2 separate regions of the Mus musculus genome follow, and region 1 is linked to region 2. The links are chromatin contacts, called in public promoter capture Hi-C maps. All regions are on one chromosome and are shown on one strand. The core of a region is the stretch at or near the end of the contact, and the rest is flanking DNA. Distances in the headings are between cores, read along the strand shown.

Region 1 (3,005 bases), core at 52-2,551, 1.1 Mb before region 2:
ACTGGGAACGGGATCCTTGCCCACCCCAGAAAGACAGGCCTTGCGCTGGTCTCTTCCTGCCCTGCTCAGCTTCCTTCTTTGCCTGCCTACAAACTATCGGGAGTGCTGAGGTGCTAATGGGGAGAAGGGAACTCTGCCTTGTGGTGTCTTCATTGATGGTTATTCTAATCAATCTGGCATGGTTTTAAGGGGCATCTGGCTTCAAGCAGATGGAAAGAGGTGCAGTAGATAGATGAGGTCCCAACGGGTTGCCTGCCTACACCGCAGCCCTTGCCAGGCCACCCTGCCAGGCTAGTCTCTGATCTGTGGCCCAAGAAGAGTTTGGGTCTCTATGTAAAGGTCTTGTTCTGTGGAGCCATCTGAAGATGTGGTACCCACCAAACTCAGTATTTATTTTAGGGAGTTAGATGGTAAATAGCTAAGCCCAGACCGAGGATCTATACTGCCCTCTGCTGGTCACTTGGTAGAGTGCCACCGTCCGGAGCCTGGCAGATAGGCCTGCTGCCCTCTGCTGGACAGGAAACCCGACGGGGAGGGGACTGGGATGCTAAAGCAGATTCTAGACCTGGCCTCCCGGTAGACCCACTTAGCCAGCTCGGCTTCCACATCCCCTTCCTGTGCTTCCCGGCGGCCGGCCTCACCCTAAGATCCCTAGGAAGCAATGGTGGTGGTGGTGTGGTGTGGTGTGGTGTATGTGTGTGTGTGTGTGTGTGTGTGTGGTGGGGGGTGTCCTGGACATTTCGAGAGGAGGGGTCAAGACCTGACCCTCCTCAAGCTGTCCTCTAAACAACCGTGATCAGGTTGGGGGGTGTGGGGGCTGTCTGTCCACGTGCGTGTGTCGGTCCACACGGCAGTGTGCAGTGACCCCAGTTAACACGTGTGAACACACGCGCTCACATGCACACGCATGTGGCCAGAGACAATCAAACGCGAATGGGTGCACGCACTCTGGGAAGACCGCGGGCTGGGCTGGCTTAAGACTTGCTGGAGCCTGGGACCCAGAGGGGCGCTGCGTGGTGCAGGGCGGGAGCGCGGGGGCGCCGGCCCGGGAGCGTTCTTCGTCTGCGCCCCGCTGCCACTCTCGCTGCGCCCTGGGCGCTGGGCAGCTGCTGGGGCGCTCCTCCATCTTCGTCCGGTTCTCTGAAAGAAGGACCCCCACCCAGGTTTTGCGGCCGCGCCTTCTCTCTCCTCCCCCGCCCGGCTCCAGAGCTCGCTCACTAGCTCCCTCCCTCCCTCCCTCTGTCCCTCCTCCCTCCCTGGCTCGCTGCTCGCTCCTCTCGCTCCCTCCCCACGCCGCGGCAGAGCGCGGAGCCCGAGCGGGAGCCGGCGCGGGAGCCGGAGCGGGCGGCAGCTCAGGAGGCGGCCGGACCTGGACCCGTCCCGGTCCCGGAGCGCGCGGAGTCCCCACCCGCGCCGCTCGGGCCCCTCTCCCGACGCGGGGCTCAGAGCAGCATGCGCGGCAGCTGCCCACCGGTCCCAGCCCTGGCCCCGGCCCCGCTGCAGAGAACGCCCGGCCTCGACCCCGGCCCCAGCGGTAGAGGCGGTGGCGGCCGCTCCCGGCCGGCCCAAGGGACAGAGCCAGGCTCCGGGAGCCCGCAACACTCGTCCTGAGAGCCCCGGCTCCTCAGCCCGCTACGGCCAGGGCCTCGGCCTCCGCCCCCGACTCCCGAGCTCCTGCCCTAGAGTCGACTGGGCTCCCGCCCGCGTGGGACAGACAGACGGACAGCCAGCCCTGCGAGGGCGCGCGGACCGGGCGGAGGTGTTGTAGGAGGAGACCGAGGAGGGGGGCTGGGCTGGGGCTGGGGCCGCGCCGGCAAGAGAGACATGCGATTGGTGACCAAGCCGAGCGGACGGACAGCGCGCCCGAGATGCAGGTGAGCCCCTCCGTCTTGGCCGAGCCCGAGTCGGCAGCCCTGCGGCGAGCTGGGAGCTGGAAGCTGCTGTCGGCCCAGGCTTCACCCTCATGGGGCTATGTAGGGCACCTTGTACCGCCCAGACCCCCTTTGGGGTCGCAGGCCTGACCCTCAAGTTTCAAATGATTTTCCCATTTCCGTTCCGCTGGTCCTAACAGATCCCTGGTTGGCAAGCTGGGACCCGTGGTCAAGGAGAGATCCCTACCATTCCTTTCCATTCCTGCCCTGGTGCCCCCTAAATCATCCTCCCATTCTGGGCAGTGGTCACCCAAGAGGATATGTTCTCTCAGCTCTGGGTGAGTCCCTTTCGGTGGACCAGAGACCACTCCCCAGCCCTGGCTAATACCCTTAAGCTTGAGGACACAGCTAGCAAACAGTTTCTCCCCAGGCTCTAGGATTGCCCCTCTCTCCACAGGAACCTTGTCAGCCTCTTTCTGGCTCCTTTCTCGCTCCGCCTGGATGAAAGGGAGGTGGAGGGCGGAAGAAAAGGGAGGGGGGAGTCCAGTTGAGGAAGACCCAGGAACCTTCGGGGCTCCCCTTTGTCTTCGTTCAGCCGGGCTTCTCACCTCCTCCTGCCCCACTTTTCATTCCTAGGGAAATGGGTGGGAAGTGGGAGCCTGCTGAGAAGGGGGGAGGTGAGGAAGGAGCCTCCTGTGTGTGTCCCCCCAAACGCACCCTATTCGGGTGGGTTTTGGGCTTCCTGCCCTCTAAGACACCCAGATGTTTCTTTCTGGGCGGGTCCCACTTTGAGAAGGGGAGGGGCCAGGCAGGTAGGCAGTCCCCTGGGTCTCTTATTGCTGGGGTCCCTGACCAGCCCCTGACCAGCTCTTGTTGTGGCGGCACCTCCCCTTTGTTCTCAAATGCCCTGTGGTGGGTGGTGTGGCGACTGGGGCACATGGAAGATGGGAACAGCTATGCCCTGGTGGGTGGGAGTGCAAGAGGCCTGCGGTGGGGGCAAGACCATCTGGGCCAGCCCCTTTCTGCCAGCCCAGCCTTTCCTCAGTCTTTGGCTGGGCTTGGACAGCCAGAGGGCGCCCAGCTCTCCTGGTTCCGGGCTCTGGGCTCAGCCCTGATGGCCATTATGCCAACGAC
Region 2 (2,974 bases), core at 148-2,647:
GCAGCGAGAACTCGTCTCCAGGGAGCAGCTGGCGGCTGCACACGGAGCAGCGGAAGCACTCGATGTGGTACACGCTGTCCCGCGCCCGCATCACCAGGTCACTGCTGCTGAAGCCCACCTGGCACTGGGCACACTTGATGCCGAACAGCCTGCGGGCCCGGGTGCGGCGGGCGTCAGCGCAGGGACCCGAGCCCAGGACGCGCAGCCGTGTCCCCCCCAGCCCAAGGGGGCCGAACCCCGGGTCCCGCCGGCTCACCTGACGTAGTCCCGCTTGCAGTAGGTTTTCCCGTCTCTCACGAAGCACGTGCACGTCTCGTCCAGGTACTGGCTGCACTCCGCGCACTTGAGGCAGGCGGCGTGCCACTCGAGGTCGGGCGACACGCGAAGGATAAACTGGTCGTGGATCTGACTCCCGCAGCCCACGCACATGGCCGTCCCGGGCTTCTCTAGCAGGGAAGGGCGCAGGGCCCGCGTCAGGCCCGGTACAGGACCCGGCCGGCCTTGGCCGCTGCAGCAGCCCCAACCCAACCCGCCCTCCCTTGCTTGATCTCCCGCTCTAAAAGTGAGACCACTTTCGAATGATCCAGAAAGTAGGAAACGAAAACAACACAATCTCCTGATATTTCCATTATCACCGTCTTTGAACGCGGACGTAGTATCGGTTCAGCTAGAGACAGAGCTAACGGGAGGCAGACGACAGCACGGTGACACTGGGGAGCTACGGACGCCTCCGTGTCCACACTGTCAGCCAAGCCCGGATTTCCGCCCGCTCCCGCTCACAGCGACTCCCTATTTCAACGCAGACACCGCAGCATTCAGCCCTGTCCCCTCTTAGCTTCTTCGACAGTTCTTAGTTTAAACACCTCAGATCAAGCTACTGAAACCTCTCTACCTTCCTAAGGCAGAGAAGAAACCCATTTCTCTAAATCAAACCTAATTGTCCTAGCAGAAAAGAAAAAGAATTTCACAGCCTGAGGTCATTCCAGCCAACTTGGGAAATAATGTCTAATTGCAAAATAAAATAGTAGGATTCCAACGAATAAACAGTGTTATGGGCGAAATGCACTGCTTGTTTGTTTGTTTTTTTTTATTCTCCCAAGTATTTTGTCAAATAAAAGCCACTTGTAGAATCCGCTAAACATTCTTCTGCATTGGAAATGTTGCATATCAAGCACACATACACACCCACACACAGAGAAAGACTTACTCTTGGAATGATCCCCCATAGCACCCAGAAAAGGATAATGAAAAATAATATCCACCATGCAGAGAGAGATGTGAGCAAAGCTTGCGGCCGGGGACAGAAGGACCAGGGTCGAGCGCCCAGCCTCTGCTCTTTGCTAACTAACTCCTGCCCCGCGGAGTTGAAGGAGCGATTCCGCACCGGCCCGCACGCAGCATGACGTCAGCACGCACTCGCCCGGGGCCCGAGCTGGAGGCGGGACCTGTAGCGTCACCCAGCTCTCCCACCGCCCTGGGGCTTGCTCGGGAGATGATGGGGACCCGGAGGGTGGGCTGGGGTAGACACGGAGGCGCAGGGAGATTGGCTGGGAGGAAGTGGGAAAGCTCTGATTGGTTCGGAGTGAACAATGGAGCGCAGCCCCCTCCCCCGAAACCTTCCTAGATCCTCTCTGCAGCCCCGGGTCCCGCAATCCCTTGGAAGCCGCATCTCCACCCCGCGGGCTCTGCCGCAGCGCCGCGCTTTCTTCGGACTTGTAGGGCGTTTGCCTAGCAAGGCAATAGTCTTCTGGGAATAGATGAGAGTCGTCTCCCCCTTAAAAGTGTTTTTCTTTTATAATTTTTAAATTAAAAATTCCTCCTGGGGACGACAGACCTTGAGGGAGAAAAGAGGATTCGCTGTTTCGGGACCATCACTGGTCCAGCCGGCCACCTTTCTCCCTGGTGGGCCTGAGCCTTTGTTCGGCGGGGTCCAAGTTAGGGAGAACGGGTAGGAAATGAGCACCTGGGTTTGGATAAACTCTATGCGGACTTTCCCACCCGCGCCGCCTGTAGAAAACTCGATGTTGCAGGTGGGTAAGCCAAAAGGAATCCAGAGACTTAGAGCCACAGTCCTCCCACCCACCCTGGCCTAGGCACTTTTCCTCCCTCCTACTTTTTGCTCTTTTGGTTAAATTGATGCTGACTCCCACCCTCTCCTTTCTCCTCTCAGCTGCATAGAGCCTAAAAACAGTGCTGTGATGTGTCACTCATACAGTAAAAGATTTTTACGAACTCTCTGATTTTGGGTTACACAAACCAATTACAACACAACTAATCAGAAACAAATGTGGGACACGGGGTAATTTACCGTCTTCCCGGTGGCTTTTTAATCCTAGAAAAATCTGCGATTTCTAAGACTCGGGATTTTTTTAAACAAAAATCGTTGTGAATTTTGTTTCAAAGGGTTGAAAGACAAATCGATGAGGTACAAACAGTGTTTATCCAACGGTGGTCTGTTGGTCCCTCACTCCCATTCTGAAAGGACACCAAAAACTTGATACCTCTCTAAGTGGGGCGCGGGTGGGCTTCTGGGATAAAGTATCTCGACCAAAAGCTATGTCCGGACTTGGATCCCGCAGGCCTCGCTGCCCGAGATCTATCTAATTCAGGCGCGGCGGTCCAACTGCTAAGAGCCGAAGCTGCTGGGCTGGGAAATGGTTGCAGTCAAGAGCGTCGGCACAGGTTCTGCAGAAAGTCGGGGTTAGAAAGGCTGCTCGGAGATGCCCCAGCGCTGGAAACAGTCTGGCACCTCGCTCCACAGCCGGATTCCTGTAGCTTTTGACCCCGCCTCCACCTTTAGAGCGCTAGTGTTCTCTGGACCCAGAGTTTTGCCACAGCCTACAACCCGCTTGACAACAGGCCGACCCTTCCCCATCTTTCCTACTAGCGCCCCAGCCGCTCTGGCTCTGGGGCTGGTTAAGTTTGCATGACTGTATCTCTGCTGGTAAACCACAAACCATGAAGTAAAGGGTCC

The links. Promoter capture Hi-C pulls out the DNA fragments that hold promoters and counts their contacts.
Region 1: a promoter capture Hi-C map of embryonic stem cells shows a contact between it and region 2, with 4 times the contacts expected there. The contact joins the promoter of Lingo1 here to the promoter of Isl2 in region 2. A contact is called at or near these places in 3 of 39 promoter capture datasets (embryonic stem cells and liver), 1 of 15 datasets of contacts at CTCF or cohesin (stem cell-derived epiblast-like cells), 10 of 484 Hi-C or Micro-C datasets (all in embryonic stem cells), 4 of 115 datasets of contacts at active chromatin or transcription factors (all in embryonic stem cells) and 2 of 9 other capture datasets (embryonic stem cells and liver).

What each region holds. Positions count from the first base shown.
Region 1 is chr9:56,633,944-56,636,948 of GRCm38.p6, reverse strand. Lingo1 (leucine rich repeat and Ig domain containing 1) reads left to right here and starts at 1,301. Exons shown (of 2, transcript NM_001311076.1): 1 at 1,301-1,874. The coding sequence starts at 1,869.
Region 2 is chr9:55,539,572-55,542,545 of GRCm38.p6, reverse strand. It overlaps Isl2 (insulin related protein 2 (islet 2)), which reads right to left and starts at 1,397. Exons shown (of 6, transcript NM_027397.3): 1 at 1,208-1,397; 2 at 257-446; 3 at 1-149. The coding sequence starts at 1,265.